Regions from separate parts of the Zea mays genome. Here region 1 is linked to region 2. A link is a contact called in public Hi-C data. All regions are on one chromosome and are shown on one strand. The core of a region is the stretch at or near the end of the contact, and the rest is flanking DNA. Distances in the headings are between cores, read along the strand shown.

Region 1 (7,392 bases), core at 4,173-6,672, 260 kb after region 2:
GAAAAGTGTTCTCTAAGATGATTTTGAAGGATTTTGAACTTAGCTCATTGCATTACTTACTTAACCATTTCGGATCCCTCTTAATTGAACGACGATTCCTTTAACTCAAGAATTATAAAATGAACACTGTCGTTGTTTCCAAGCACTTGGAGCACGTCATATGATGTAGAATTTAAATCCTCTGTGCTTTACATTTTTATGCTCATAAGATATGTGCTTCTCCTGTCTGTAGAATTACTGTGTACATGCTAGGAGCAAACTTGTTAGAATCTCTGTTTGTTTTGTCATTAATCACAAAAACCCTCAATTAGAGTTGATTGCACTTACAAACCTACAACAACATGATCTATGGCTGCACAATAATAGAGTGTTTATTTCTTAACTCAAAAATTCACACCGAGGGGCTAAGGTATGGTGGTGTTGAGAGCTTCTTTTTTGTCTACTGAATGGGGAAAATGATCTCATTTAGGTTCTTTGGTTGGGCTGCCACCATTTTCTCCATCGACAAAGCATCGTTTGTAGTTGTGTACTAAAGATGAAGTGGAGTTTGCAAAATTGAAAGATGAAGAGAAAATACTCCAAAGACTTAACTCAAAGGTGTGGTCTTTGTATCCAATGGTATTGAGCCATTTGTCAAAGAGCGGTATATGAAACAAATGCTTGGTATTTATAGCTTTGTTATTGAAATAAGTCTTTGCATCCATGTGGAGCAAAAGAGATTTATAGAGAAGGCAGAGGAAGAACATTTAAGAAAATAGAAGTAGGAGAACATAATAAAAGCAGCTGACAAGCTGTTGTTGAAAAAGGAACACCTGATGTGAGGGCATAACTAACTGGTATCTATATTACCATCAGATATTCAACAATATAATCGACATGCACTAATATTTAATCGAATAATTTATGTGTCGTAGTAACGCATGGATACTAAACTAGTAAATAATTTGAAGATACGAGGTAGATCGAGCATTGAAAATACAGTGACGAACTGGTGGTGAGTTGGCGTACGTAGTGGTGCCGCCCACGTCCTGGAAAGGTAGTGGTGCGGCAGCAAGCATGGATCCACCAACCCAACCCAACCGCCTCTGCCCTCCCTAGCTTCTGTTCTGCTTGCATTGCAGTGCACTCCTTGTCATCCCTTCTCGTTCTCATATCATCACGTCCACGAGACCACGACGACTCTCCTCTCAGGACAATGCAGGGCGGCGGCGGTGACGAGGAGGATGCCCTCGCCGGGCGGCGGCCTCCGCGCGGTGGTGGCGACGACGAGAAAATGGAGATCGGGTGGCCGACGGACGTCCGGCACGTGGCGCACGTGACGTTCGACCGGTTCCACGGCTTCCGCGGCGTGCCCGAGGAGCTACTGCAGCAGCAGGCGGCGGCGGCGGTGGTGGTGGACGTCGTGGACGGCATCGTCCGGGCGCCCAGCGCCAGCAAGACGGTGTTCGGCGTGTCCACGGAGTCGATGCAGTGCTCCTACGACGGGCGGGGCAACAGCGTCCCCACCGTGCTCCTCCACCTGCAGCGCCGCCTCGTCGACCAGGGCGGCCTCAGGGCGGAGGGCATCTTCAGGGTGGCCGCCGACGGCGCCCAGGAGCAGTACGCCAGGGACCAGCTCAACAACTCGGGCGTCGTGCCAGACGGCGTGGACGTGCACTGCATCGCAGGCCTCATCAAGGTACGGTACCGCCATTGCATTTGTTGCATTGCGTATCTGATGATCTGACAACGCACGCACGCACGCACGGCACGACGTGCAAGCAGGCGTGGTTCCGTGAGCTCCCTGGCGGGCTGCTGGACGCGCTGCCGGCGGATGAGGTGACGCGGTGCCAGACGGAGGAGGACTGCGCGCGGCTCTGCGGCGCCAGGCTGCCGGCGCCCAGGGCGGCGCTGCTGGACTGGGCGGTGAACCTGATGGCGGACGTGGCGCGGGAGGAGAAGGCTAACAAGATGGGCACGCGCAACGTGGCCATGGTGTTCGCGCCCAACATGACGCGCGCCGACGACCCGCTCACGGCGCTCGCGCACGCCGTGCAGCTCATGAACTTCCTCAACATGCTCGTCGAGAGGGCGCTCAAGCACGAGCACCACCGGCTGGCCTCGTCTTCTTCCTCCTCCTCTGCACGAGCACCGACTCGGCCACATTCAGAGTCAGAGATGCGCAGTAGCCATGACGATGCCGACCGATCGCCGGATCTGATTAAGTAGCAATGCAAGGTCGTTGTACTGAAATTTAGTGTAGGAGTAGAGAGTGTTTTGATTTAATCTTCGTGTGTTTGTTGATTGATTGATTGATTAATTCCAGCAAATTAAACCAGCAGTGTGTGTTTAATTCATGTGCCCATGCTCTGTTCCTCTCCTCTAGCTATCAAATGGCCTTGTGTTCCTCCTCATCCCTTGTTAACCTGTGCCCTCCTCATGCTCCACGCTTCTAGCCGGGGCACTCTGACGGTGCTAGTGCCATTGTTGAACGCGTACATGCGAGTGCCGCCGTCGTCGACGAGCGCCGCCGGATAGACCCTGGCCATGATGCACACCCTGCCGCCTCCACCGAAGCTCTCCACCGCAGAGCGATCGATCTGCAGAGGTGCTGCTGTTATTCCATTTCCTACGACGACGACGATGACGACGACGACATGAAGAACAAACGCTTGAGGTGTTTGCTCAGCTCCACTCACCAAAGTTCTCAGAGATACCACCGTCTTTTCCTTCTCCAGGTCCAGCTCAAAGAAGCCTCCGTAGGCTGGCGTGTACAGCTCCGGTCTCAAGGACGATCTGCAATAATGAGAGAAAAGGCTCTGCTGCTTAATGAACCGACGAACATGAAGCAGGCCGTTCCTAGATTAAATGTGCATGTGTACTGTACTGACTTCCTCAGATCGGCGCACATAAGAACCATGTGCTTCTCCTGTGATCTGTAGTACACTCTGAAGTGCACGGAGGTGTGCTCTTCCATGCTCTCAGAAGCAAGAACCACGAGCCCGAACGGGCCATGAGCCGACGCGCCCGCTTCCCGGCACTGCTTCTCGATGTCCAAGAGCCAGGAAGGGTCAAAAGGGTCGGCACTGCCTATGGATGTGAGCTCGAAATCTATCTCCACATCTGCCTGTTCCAACAAGAACAAAAGTGTGCCAGATTATCTATCTATCTATCTATCTATCTATCTACATGAGAATAATGACTGAAACTAACCTGCAGAGTGTCAATTTCCTTAATCTCAAACAGATCCCCCTTCCTGAGCTCCAGGCCTTGGTGTCTGACTTGTTTTCCTCGGAGCGACTCGATCTCTTCGACCGGCCATTGCAGCAGCTGCTTGCTGTCTTTATCCAACCATATAGTCCTGGGAATTGCCTAAACCAAATCAAAAAATTACATGCGTGCGTGTTAAATTACAAAACTACAGTATAGTCAGAAGCTTACATGGATTCCAGCCCATCCTTTGGCGACGTCGTCTGACGAACTGTCCGTCTCATTCGTCCAGCCCCATATGACCCTCCTCCCTTTCTTCGAGTCGAAGAACGACTTGGAAGCGTAGTAGTTGCCGTAGTCAATCCTTGACCACAGCCTCCGGTCCTCGATCACGGTATCCGGCACAAAGGCGTCACCTTTCAGATCATAGACGCCGACCATGTACTTGTCAGAGCCGTCAAGGCTCATCTTGAGGACGTGCTTGGCGCCATCCGGGACCGCAGCCGACATGTCCAGCCCGGAGTTCTCGCCCGGCATCGCCGCGAAGAAGTCCGGGCACTCCCACATGGCGGAGGCGTTGGAGGAGTAGAGCGGGTGGTCCACTCTGTCCCAGCGCACGAAGTCCTCGCTCTCGTACAGAAGCGCCGCGCTGTGGCCGTCGACCTCGGCCCCGACGGCTATCCTCCACAGCCCGTCCGGGCCGATCCAGCCGGTCGTCGGGTCTCTGAACTGGCCTGGGTTCAGCCCTCGTCCGACCGGCTGGATCACCGGGTTGTCGTGTGGCTTCACCCACTCCCGCAGGTACGGATCGGACAGGTTCTTGGGGAACGCCACGTTCTGGACCTGACGCTTCTCGGTGTCGGCGCCGGTGTATATGATGGCAGGCCGGCCGCTCTTTAGGATGGTGGCTGAACCTGTCCAGCAGCCATTGATGTCGCTCGGAGTCGTCCGCTCTATCGCCGGCGCGAGCCGGATCCAGTTCACGAGATCTGTGGAGACCGAGTGCGCCCAGACTATGTTGCCCCAGAGCGAGCCGTTTGGGTTGTACTGGTAGAACTGGTGGTAGATACCATTGTAGTACATTGGTCCTGAAAATCAAGAGGAGCTTCTTCTACTGCAGTTTGGTATGTATGGAAGCAAGCGGTTGGTGTTTAATTTGAGATGCATAACATACCATTTGGATCTTTTTTTTTTGAGTCGTTGTTTGAAACGGTCCCCGATTCATTTGGATTTTTCAAGGACGGGAAAAGAATAAAAGATGATATCAGAAACTTGATAGGGCAAAGACCCTGAGTCCAAAACATGCTTTTCAGATGGTATCAGGAACTTGAAATGAAAATATAATCAGCATATATAAGACCAAACGGGGGCAAAGTGCATTTCCAGACAAATTTTCAGTTGGCCTGAATGCATTGCCTAACTGAAAACTTTAACACAATACTTCAGACTATGCCAATGTAGTGCGAAAAGGGAATAGCATCGATCCCTTTAGGTAAAACATTGCTATGACTTCACTAAAATGTAAAAGCAGTGCCATGAATGTGAGCCTTCACTAATATGTATCTTGGCTCTGTGCAGCATTCGGCAAGAACCAACAGAAAATTTGGCTCTGTGCAGCACAAGTATTGTGTAGCCTACCTACCTTCCCTTTCACATGTATACCATGAACACAGAGCTAGGCAACTAGGGAAATTAACCTCGCCAGTAATTTTTATTCAGAAAGAGAAGGGAGGTCAAACTCCCTCCAGTTAGGCAAAAAAAAAATCAGACGAACTTCCTTTTCCTTGATCCAGTAAAAGAACCTCGGATTACAAGGCATACGGAAAGTCAACAGAAGAGAAGAGAAGAGAAGAGAAGAGAAGAGAAGAGATGAGTACCGTTGATCCAGTTCTTGGGAGGCTGGAAGTGGTACGCGGTCCTGTACTTGCTGCTCACGATGGAGGAGACCTTGGGAGCCTGTGGATACAGGAAGACTCTCTGCGTGGCCTGCGCGACGCCACTCCTCCTAGTCCTCCTGCTGCTCCCAGGACCGGATCCGTCGTAGGAGAAAAGAACTAGGAAGAAGAGAAGGAAAGCACAAGGTCGGGCCATGGCCATGGCCATGGAGGAGCAAAGACAGAGATGGGGATGCAAGATTGGATGAGGTGACTTTGTTAACTCGACAAAGTGTTGAGAGGAGGGTCTCAGAATATTCAGAGGAAGACAGTGACTTCCAATTGGCTGCTGACCTGCTGTGGCCTGTGGCTGCTCACTTTGCATCCAGAACCTCGCTTTGTGGCAACATATCAGCTCAAAAATGAAAATGTGTGTATGGATCATTGGGGTTGTGTGTGTGTGAGAAAGAGAGAGAGAGAGAATCTGCTCCCTGCATTGGGCTTGGTAAGGGTTTATTGATCTGCATCTGCTATTTGCTGCTAATAAGATTAAGATGGTGAGGTAGCGTCGTTCTTGTCGTCTCCGTCTCAAGCTGATGATGGATGGACTATTCGCCGTTATGCCATACACAACGGGGAAGTTCTTTTATCTTAAAATTAAAATATTAGTACACCTTGGTGTAAGTATATATTTCATCAGAAGAGAATCAGTGAAAAATAATCAGAAGGGAATGAGCCAAAAAAATTCAAAAATATTTGACAGCTGTGGGATTTGAACCCACGCCCTTTCGGACCAGAGCCTAAATCTGGCGCCTTAGACCACTCGGCCAAACTGTCTTTGATGTATATGTTTTACTGTTTTTTATATGAATAAATAAATGTTCGATGGATCATTTCAAATCCACCATTTCGGGAGCATACACAGAAGCTGCCGACGTGTGTGGACCCTGGAGTACCACTGGTCGACGATGGCCACCAGAGCATGTAGCATCACGATTCACGATCCTGGCTGCCACTGCAACGTGTAGGATTTTCCTTTAGAGAGGACCAACACATATATATAACTATAGTTATAATTATAAATAATAGAATATATATATATATACTATAGTCACTAGTCATAACAATTAATACATATATGTGCTAAGTATATAATAAATACTAATTTGTTATTAGCTAACTTATTTATTTTAGCCATATATATATAACTAGAAAACAATTTTTTTTTGTTAGAGGGCCATGGGCCCCGCCAGCCCCCTTGTCTATGACACTGCTCAGTCTCGATTCACCTATGTCGCCTGCAATATCACATTTCGGCCTTGCACCACCACATCTAGGCTGCCACATCTCGGAGTGCATTGCCACGGCATCTCGGCTGCACACAGCCGTCGTGACCTCTATTTTTTTATAGGATCAATGTATCAGCTAGATGGGTGGATAGATGGTTTTAACTTAAAAGCATCGAGCGACTCAATTTAGCAATTAGAATATGCTAAAATTGTTTTACGACTACAAAATAAACCATAAGATTTGTAAATGTAAATGAACAAAAAACCGTTACAACGTTAAATTAAGATAGAGAATAATTCGTCGCAACGAGAGATAGGAATTGTTCGTGATATCGATGGCTTGTTGGTCACCCTTAATCCATTTTAAGGTGGATTCATTGTCTTTTAGTCACTCATCTACCAATAGTCCAATTCGTTTATGAGTCGTCTTCTATCAAATAACATCTCTAGCCTTAATTCCGCTAGAGTTGTTTTTCACCGCTCTAGCGACGCAAGCACAACTTCTCACAACTTTACTAGAGCCTCTTCACAATCTTCTTGAATAGCTTCACGGTGTATCACTACCAAATCGTCTAATGAGCAACAACCTCCAAGAGTAATAAACCAAAAACCTTGCTTGATGATCTCCCTAAAGCCTCAAAACTACACAACTGGTGCAATATACTAAATTTCTCTTGATCTCACTAGAAATCAACCCCAAGTGAATGTGAGTAAGAAGTCTATGAATGCTCAAAATGATCAACAAGTGATCCAAATGCTCAAGCCGGGATGCACACACCCGAGCACCCACTATTTATAGCCCCACTTCCCATAAGTAGATGTTAGATTACTTTTTTCGAGAATTATAGGCACTCACGGTCAATCCTAGTACAACTCACGAACAACTCACATTTGAAATCCAACGTCTATAATTTCAATTAAATACATGTCAGCCAACAATGCAAGCGAATAGTACGCCACCAGCGCGACCAGTCTATCAACCAATTATTAGCACATACAGAAAACTTCCAAGTTTTTGGCTCCTCTCGAGAATGCACGGC
Region 2 (7,712 bases), core at 4,014-6,513:
ATATCTTTTCTGATTTGGTTTTGCCTTGCTTAGGACTTCAGAACTAGACGAGATTACTGAATGTCTGGGTGTTACAGTGCTTGTATCAATAGTCATATCAATTTCATCAATCCATGGACATCTCATTAACAGATATAGTAAATCATCAAATTGAAATGATAAACAATGTGAAACCCTGAATACCCTTAATTCTGGAAAACCCAACTTCAACCAGTCAATTGCTGCGCCAAAATGAACGTTTGGACATTTTGAAATATCCACCATGTGTACATTCTTAAATGATAAGGTTTTAGTAGCCTTCTCTAATTCCTCATAAAGAACGAAGGTTTGATGATCAACCTGGGTGTATGAACTCACTATCCTTCTCTTCAATGAAACACTCAGATCATTAGGGAGAACAGATATGTACAAGAATGCTGTAGTTACTTGGGGACATCCTGAAAGCACTATGTTCTGCAAAATAAAATTATTATCCTTAATACACAAAGTGCATGGTCTGCTATGGATAGTGAAAGTCAAAAGCTAATGCATTTGTACAACAATAACAACAAAGTCTTTTAGTCCCAAGCAAGTTGGAGTAGGCTAGAATTGAAATTCAACAAAAAAAACACAAGTCAAGGTTCAGATACATGGATAGATATTTTCCATGCACTCCTATTGAAGACTAAATCTTTGGGGATATTCCATTCTTTCAAGTCTCATTTTATTGTCCCTTCCCATGTCAACTTCAACCTTTCTCTGCATCTCCTCCCATTGCTATCACACCTTAGGATCCCACTACGCATTGGTATCTCTAGAGGTCCCTGTCGATCATGTCCAAACCATCTCAACCGGTGTTAGACAAACTTTTCTTGTAGTTCATCACGTATATCATCATTCTGAACTCGATCCCTTCTTGTAGGGCCACATATCCAACGCAACATACGCATTTATGCAACACTTAATCTCTTGAACATGTCATATTTTTGTAGGCCAACGTTCTGCACCATACAACATAGCAGATATTCACCGTCCCATAAACTTGCCTTTTAGCTTCAGTGGTACCCCATTGTCACATAGAACGACAAATGCTTGATGCCACTTCATCCACCCTGTTTTGGTTCTATAACTAACATCTTCATCAATATCTACATCTCTATGTAGCATCGATCCTAAATACCGAAATGTATCCTTCCTAGACACCGCTTGACCTTCCAAATTAACATCTCATGCCTCATGTGTAGTAGTGGTGCTGAAGTCACATCTCATATATTAGGTTTTAGTTCTATTACTTCCTATTACACCATGCTGAAATTTAGCTAAAGTAAATGCTATGAACCTAGACACTAGCATGCACCTAGACACAAGATTATTTCCAACAAACTTCACCTATTTCCCAGCATTTGATCTCAGATTAAAGTACATGAAGTAGTTGCATTAGGTTTCGCTGACTAAAGGTAGCAGTATAATATTTTGCAAAGCAACAAGAAAACAAAACATAACATAAAGGTCAATAATTCATTCTAGACTGCTTAAATGTATCATGGCAATATTAGTAAAACACGAGTGAATAACCTTTGAATATTCTGTTATTCGAATGCAATATCGATCCAAGTTACCATCATCAACAGCATCCAATAAAGTTTTCAAACTGTCTTTGAGAAGATCAAGAATAGTGCATATGATCTTGTTTCCAAAGTCAAACCAATGCCTCATTGTCCCTAATAAAAATAGAATCTTCCACTGTATTACTAATACATGACAAGAAATTGTGGAAGATATGTAGTGTAAAAGAAGGAACAAACAAGGGAAATGTCTGTTATAACTTTAAATTTATAGATCAAGGAGCTGTACCTGCCGCAAATCCTAATGGTAAAAGGCATATCTTCACCTGCTGAAACAGTTCAAATGAAAAGATATGCATAAGTCAAGACATCCAGAGGCTTGATGAACTAATATAGTACAACAGATAGTAAAGATGGCAAAATAGACTTGACACTAAATACTACCCACACATTTTGAGGAATGCCGTACCTTGCTAAGAATGAAGAGGTGGCCATCTACTGAGTTGGGGTTTGATTGTTCACAGGCTTTCATATTTTCTGAAACCCAATACAAAATTGCTTCACACAATTGTTTTTCACTGGACAAAAGGCAGCAAATTATTTTAGCTTCAGAGAAGGGAATCATATTATAGAATAACACTGAGAGAAGATACAACAAACCTATCCACTGTCAGATGTGGACATTTGATCGCTGAACATAGCAAATCATAAGGTATTTTATTAAATGACCTTCCTGAGATAGCATGTGCCTGCATGGTCCACAGAACGGCAGTGGTACAGAAAGCATGTTGCATAATACATGAGCATATCAGAAAGGAACCAAACATCGCCAGGAAATATATTTCTCAAAGAATATGCACATAATGCAGTAATTGTACCTACAAAATTCTGAGCTAGAAATTTTTGGCAAATGTCTTGAACAAAAGTAACACCTGCAAACATATCCAAAGCCAGAAAAAAAACCTTAAAGAATTGATTAGATTTTGTTCAAAATGGAAAATATTACCTGGAAATGTCAGAACACTATAGCAAAAGAACTCACCATGCTCTTCAGCAAAGTACCAGACTTCAATTATGAAATCTAATGGAACTGACATGGCAGAAGTTTGAGAGGCTATGGTGCCGAACCATCTTTGACACTCCACTAGAAGGCTCTCAACAGCAAGAAACAAAGCTCCCTGGATGATAAGTGAAGTTGGAGACTTAGGGTAGCACCTGACATGAACCGAAGGCAGTAGCACTAGCCTCAAATTTAGCAATGAGTATGGCTATGGCATAAATGACCATCTTCCTCCAGCAGCTTTCTATCAGGCACAGGTTTACTAGTAACTGCTAACGATGGTACACAGTACTAATGGAATTCCTATTCCCATGGCATAGAATTTATGAAACATAATAAAAAAAGATAATCTAGAAGGGTGTTGTCTTGTGTTATCAACCAAGAGAAGCACAACTTTAGACTTTCAGGACTGTGGGTACCTCCAACAGGGGGAGGAAATTGTTGTGCGTGATGTTAAAGCTCTCGGAAGGCTCAAAAAGGTAGCGCAGCACTTGCACAGCAGCCTCCAAATTGCAGCCCACACGCACATGCTCTCTGCCGGATTCACTGCATCCACACACAGCGCCGATGAGATACCTGCCCAGTCGCCACTAACTTGTAGTAGTAACTCGAGGCTTAGGTTTTCGCTGACCTGAAGCTGCCGCCGAGGAGCGCGCGGAAGTAGGAGGAGCTCTCGATTAGCCTGCCCACGAGGTAGGATTCGATTACCAGAGCGCAGGAATCAGCTAGGGGGTAGGTTGAGATGGGAGAGTGGTCGCTTGCCTGTGCCGGTCGACGCGAACGGCAACGGTTGGGGATGGGAGCGGGTCGAAGCGCGCGAGGTCGGAGATGGACAGCGGCGGGGGAGAAGGTGAGGATGGAGCACGGGCGGCGGCGGCGGTGGCGGAGGATGATGTGTCGGTGATCTCTAGAACCAGCGCGTCGGCGGGGAAGGCCATGGCCGCGCGTGGTGCTTGGTTTGGTTACTCTGTCAAGGACGAGAGATGGACTGTTTCCGGAAGCTAAAAAAAACTGTTTTCTCTTGTTGTGACTTCGTGAGATGGGCCTCCGGATCGAGTTAGACGAGCCACAGGCCCAACTCCACACTGCCAAGGCCCACCAAGAAACTAAAATTGTTTGTTTCCATTTTTGTTTTGCTTGTGAGTTGTGATGATGAGAGTCCCAAAATTGTTAAGCACTCGATTACATTTTATCTTGTGCTCAGTTTCTTAATTCCACGAACTATCAAGTGAAGCTCGATCGATTACTTAAACATCCATGCATTGTAAAATAAAATCAGGAGTATTTAATTAATTAATTAGGAGTATACATGCATGCATATGTATTTATAAGCCTTATTTGTTGAATATATAATATATAATTTCAATGGGTTTATTGCTGCTTCTTCATTCACTAGCTAGTGTAGAAGACACACAACGATGGATGGATCGATATCCTCCGAGATGGTAATGGAATGGTACGGTGAAGTCGTCGATCGCGCGTACGACGTGTCCTTTGTTATTCATTCCATGTCGTCGTCGTCGGTGAGCATGGCAATATTAGCGGCGGTGCCTTGCTGGTGTCGGCGTCCGCCAAAGCGTGCGACGGCGCAGTCGGTGGAGAAGAGGTCGGAGGAGAGGTAGTCCGGCGCGCCTCCCATGACGGGCATGTTGGATGTGACGTTGAGGCTGTTGACGTAGTCCGGGCGGTAGGTCTGGCCCAGCACGCCGTGCACGTCGTCGGTGAGGTCGTAGAACTTGAAGCCGAGGTCGAGGTGCGCGAGGGTGTCGCCGTCGTCCTCCCTGACGCCGTAGTTGTGGATCCGCGAGTCCTCGGCGGTGATGGGCACTACGCTGGCGACGATGCGGAAGGCGCCCCTGAGCTCGACGACGACGGTGTTGACGCGCGCGGTGCGGGTGACGGACAGCGCCGGCGCCGTGGGCGGGGACCAGCGCGCGCCGACGAAGCGCGGCAGCAGGGACGCGACGTCGACGTCCTCGTCGTCGAGGGCCAGCGCCAGGTGGTCGGCGGCGGCGTCCCACCTGGGCGTCCTCTGGGCGGCGACGTAGAGGTGGTGGTGCGCGAAGCGGATGCCCAGCGCCTGGATCCAGGTGAAGTCGCGGCTCATGGCCGGGTTGCGCTTGCCGATGAAGTGCGCGTTGATGTGGAGGGCGGCGTCGGAGACGATGCAGAAGTCCCGGTCCTTCTTGCCGTGGAAGTAGAAGTTGTTGCCGTCGGCGCCCGTGAAGCGTGGGTCGCCGCAGGACACGCCGGGATAGAAGTCGCACACTGCATGTGCATATATATCAAATTATTAAGATGGAAAGGAACCAAATTAATTGTTAAGATGGACGAAATGAAATACTCCGATCCGTACGTACAGCAGAATGTCTTGCAGCTTGGGCACTGGATGAGGCACTTGTGAGGGCAGCGTGCGTTGCAGGTGGCGCTGCAGGTGGTCTTGTTGCTCTTGATGTTGGTGCACTTGAGAGTCGTGCTGCGATCGTTGGAGCCCACCTTCAGGTTCGGGATGTCCGGCACCGCCTGCTGAGAAGATGCGGGTTGCAACAACGCCGCCGCCGCCGCCATGACGACGATGCACACCAAGCAGAAGCTCATACTGCTTCTGTGACTGTGAGCCATTGTAGACTGCTCTGGCTTAATTGGTGTCTTGATCGCAGCCAAAGCTGGAGGTAGCTTATATATATAATGCATGCATGTCCCTAGCCTGCATCTTCAGTTGACATTTACACATCGCGGCCGGCTGGGGATGGATGGATTGGCCCTTGAGTCCCGGATCAGCAAATGCATGCTCTTCCATTCAGATCTCTTGTTTGTAAGCAACCTGCACGTAGTACGTCGTACGTACTAGCTGTTGCATGCATGCATGTCCATCCATCGCCGGACCAACCATATCATGCAAGAAGGTCAACGCCACGGCCAAGATTAATATTAGATCGATGATGTGCGATTGCATTAAAAGCAATGCCTACTTTCTATAGCAAGCTGCTAGCTAGCTGCTCCTTGAGCAGCAAGGAAAGCGTCCAACCCCAACTTGCTCTCCCATCCCCATCCCATGCATGCATGTTAGTTAGCCGGATAGCATGCATCATACTATCGAGTATCGACCACGTACAATTGATATAATTCGAAGCAAGCAAAGAATATAAAAAAAAGTGAGTTTTTTTTATGTTGAAAATTAATAACAACAAACAAGTTTCACTTACCAAAAAAAGTGAGTTGTTTCGCTATGGAGATCGAGGCAAATTGATAAAGGATCATACATGACAATTAATATTCACTTTATCTTTGGATGTGGAATGTGACCACCTTTAAATTTTTTTCCCTTCTAGTATTGGGTATTCCAATATAATGAATCACAAAAGGGGGTTCAGTAATGACCATTTCTTGTGGGAAAAAAGTTTACTAGCTCGAAAGGAAAGAAGGCGTGTTTTTTTTTTGTCTTGTCTTGTGCTAGAGAGCTAGCTAGTCTTGGGCTTTTTTATCAGAATTGAAGATGGCTCGGCTCTACAGCTTTAGCATGGAGTAGCTCTACAGTTTTCTAGATTTCGGAGCAGCAAAGATGCACTACAAAAAAATTATATTGCAATTCCTGAAATTCCTTGGAGAGTTAGGTTGTTTGGCTAGCTTTGATCATCTCTTCTTTGGAGTTTTATTTTGGAGCCATATCAAACACCTGCTAGACCTTATCATCACTAGAAAAAATTGCTAAGTGACGCCGAAAGTGATGTCGTGTTGCCAGCAGACGACAAGAAAATCTAATTGCCAGTTTGTGGCAAATTTGTTAGAGGACACCATACCTAATAAAATATACATTTTTGGTTCAGTTAAAACACCATTTTTGTCTCTAATCCTTTGCCTCCCTCCCTTTCTGGCCACTCTATTTGCTCGTCCTCTTTCTCTCTCTCTCCCTGCAACCATATATCCACTAGGTACCATGTTGATAGAATCAGGGGCGAATCTAGGATCTGATCACATCCCGGACAAATCTATTTAATCTATCGAGTGGCCCGAGGCTTGTATCCGCCCCTAGATGGAATCCATGAGAATGGCACTACGAATGGTGTGCCCACCTCATGTGACGCACAAGAAGTGATGTATGAACTATACAAGTACAATGCTTGTGTGTTGCAACGACACACAACTTATTCGATAAGTTGTTAATGTACAACGATTAGATGACAATGAAACATGTATATCATCATTGCTTAATAACATTTATGCATGGCCATTGAGGTCAAATATGTACTTGTGTATACGTCCATTCGGTTGATGGTTCATGGTAAGGAACTACCACAACTACGAGGTCAGCATATATTTTTTTGCAGACCGTCCTCCAAATACCTGGAACCGACTTCCATTTATGCAGAGTCGAATCACTTCCATCATGCAACATAGCACTCTCTAGAAGGGGTGTGCATTTTCTATGTGCTTGATGTTATAGCTGCAAAGTGGATTAGTGCAAGTTTGAGACCAAAGATCTTAGATTTTTAGCGAGAATAAGTGATAAGTCCATTGGGCAACACAATAACTCATAATAAACTATCCAACCTTCAAAAGGGTCAAAATAATACTCCCGCGAGGCTAAACCAAGATCTGGATGGTAGGACTTTGTAGCTATATCACATCATCAACTCCCTTAATTGACATAGGTGAAAATTTCTAGCTCTATCACACATCATAGCAGATTAGCCATTCTGGATAATGACCTCCATACATTGTGAAGAAAAGCAATAACCGATTAATGGTGGACCAAAATTTGATGGCTCCTTGAATGGCAAATCGGTTGCTGTTTTCCAGAGGCAGAAAGAGGTATCCATGCAACTGAACCTTGGACGCCCACTGTAAATTGATAGCATAAATTTGAATCCTGTGGCTCACCAAAATCTGTTCTATTGCTAGTAGGAAATAAACCTGATGAAATGGAGCACCAAGCGCACGTGTTTCGACTGGCCACACTCGCAGACCTGAAAGTCCCTTGTGGCTTTTGGTGTTTGGATGACTATATTTTTAAAAGACTAACAAGGCTATGAGTGTTGAACAAGAACTTAATGAAAAGTCAGCAAAGTCAGCAAGATTCAACACAAGTGTTTAAGTGTGATATTCCA

What was found. Hi-C and Micro-C count contacts between places; a contact is called where the count stands out from the background.
Region 1: a contact with region 2 is called in a Hi-C map of endosperm, with 4 times the contacts expected there. The contact joins the promoter of LOC100279267 here to the promoter of LOC541623 in region 2. A contact is called at or near these places in 9 of 25 Hi-C or Micro-C datasets (bundle sheath, ear, endosperm and 4 more).

Annotation. Positions count from the first base shown.
Region 1 is chr3:147,668,839-147,676,230 of Zm-B73-REFERENCE-NAM-5.0, forward strand. It overlaps LOC100279267, which reads right to left and starts at 5,423. Exons shown (of 7, transcript NM_001360957.1): 1 at 5,067-5,423; 2 at 4,364-4,372; 3 at 3,421-4,277; 4 at 3,193-3,351; 5 at 2,871-3,106; 6 at 2,679-2,775; 7 at 2,259-2,579. The coding sequence starts at 5,292. The coding sequence ends at 2,391. TRNAL-UAG (transfer RNA leucine (anticodon UAG)) reads right to left here and starts at 5,900; the gene lies at 5,821-5,900. It overlaps LOC103650696 (rho GTPase-activating protein 3), which reads left to right and starts at 1,190. Exons shown (of 2, transcript NM_001360955.1): 1 at 1,190-1,678; 2 at 1,765-2,315. The coding sequence starts at 1,196. The coding sequence ends at 2,208.
Region 2 is chr3:147,408,703-147,416,414 of Zm-B73-REFERENCE-NAM-5.0, forward strand. LOC541623 (root cap protein 1) reads right to left here and starts at 5,264. Exons shown (of 2, transcript NM_001111378.2): 1 at 4,965-5,264; 2 at 3,958-4,872. The coding sequence starts at 5,226. The coding sequence ends at 4,106. LOC103650693 (BTB/POZ domain-containing protein FBL11) reads right to left here and starts at 3,603. Exons shown (of 19, transcript XR_564324.4): 1 at 3,367-3,603; 2 at 3,236-3,286; 3 at 3,024-3,150; 4 at 2,587-2,722; 5 at 2,427-2,476; 6 at 2,205-2,293; 7 at 2,014-2,122; 8 at 1,834-1,873; 9 at 1,555-1,700; 10 at 1-453.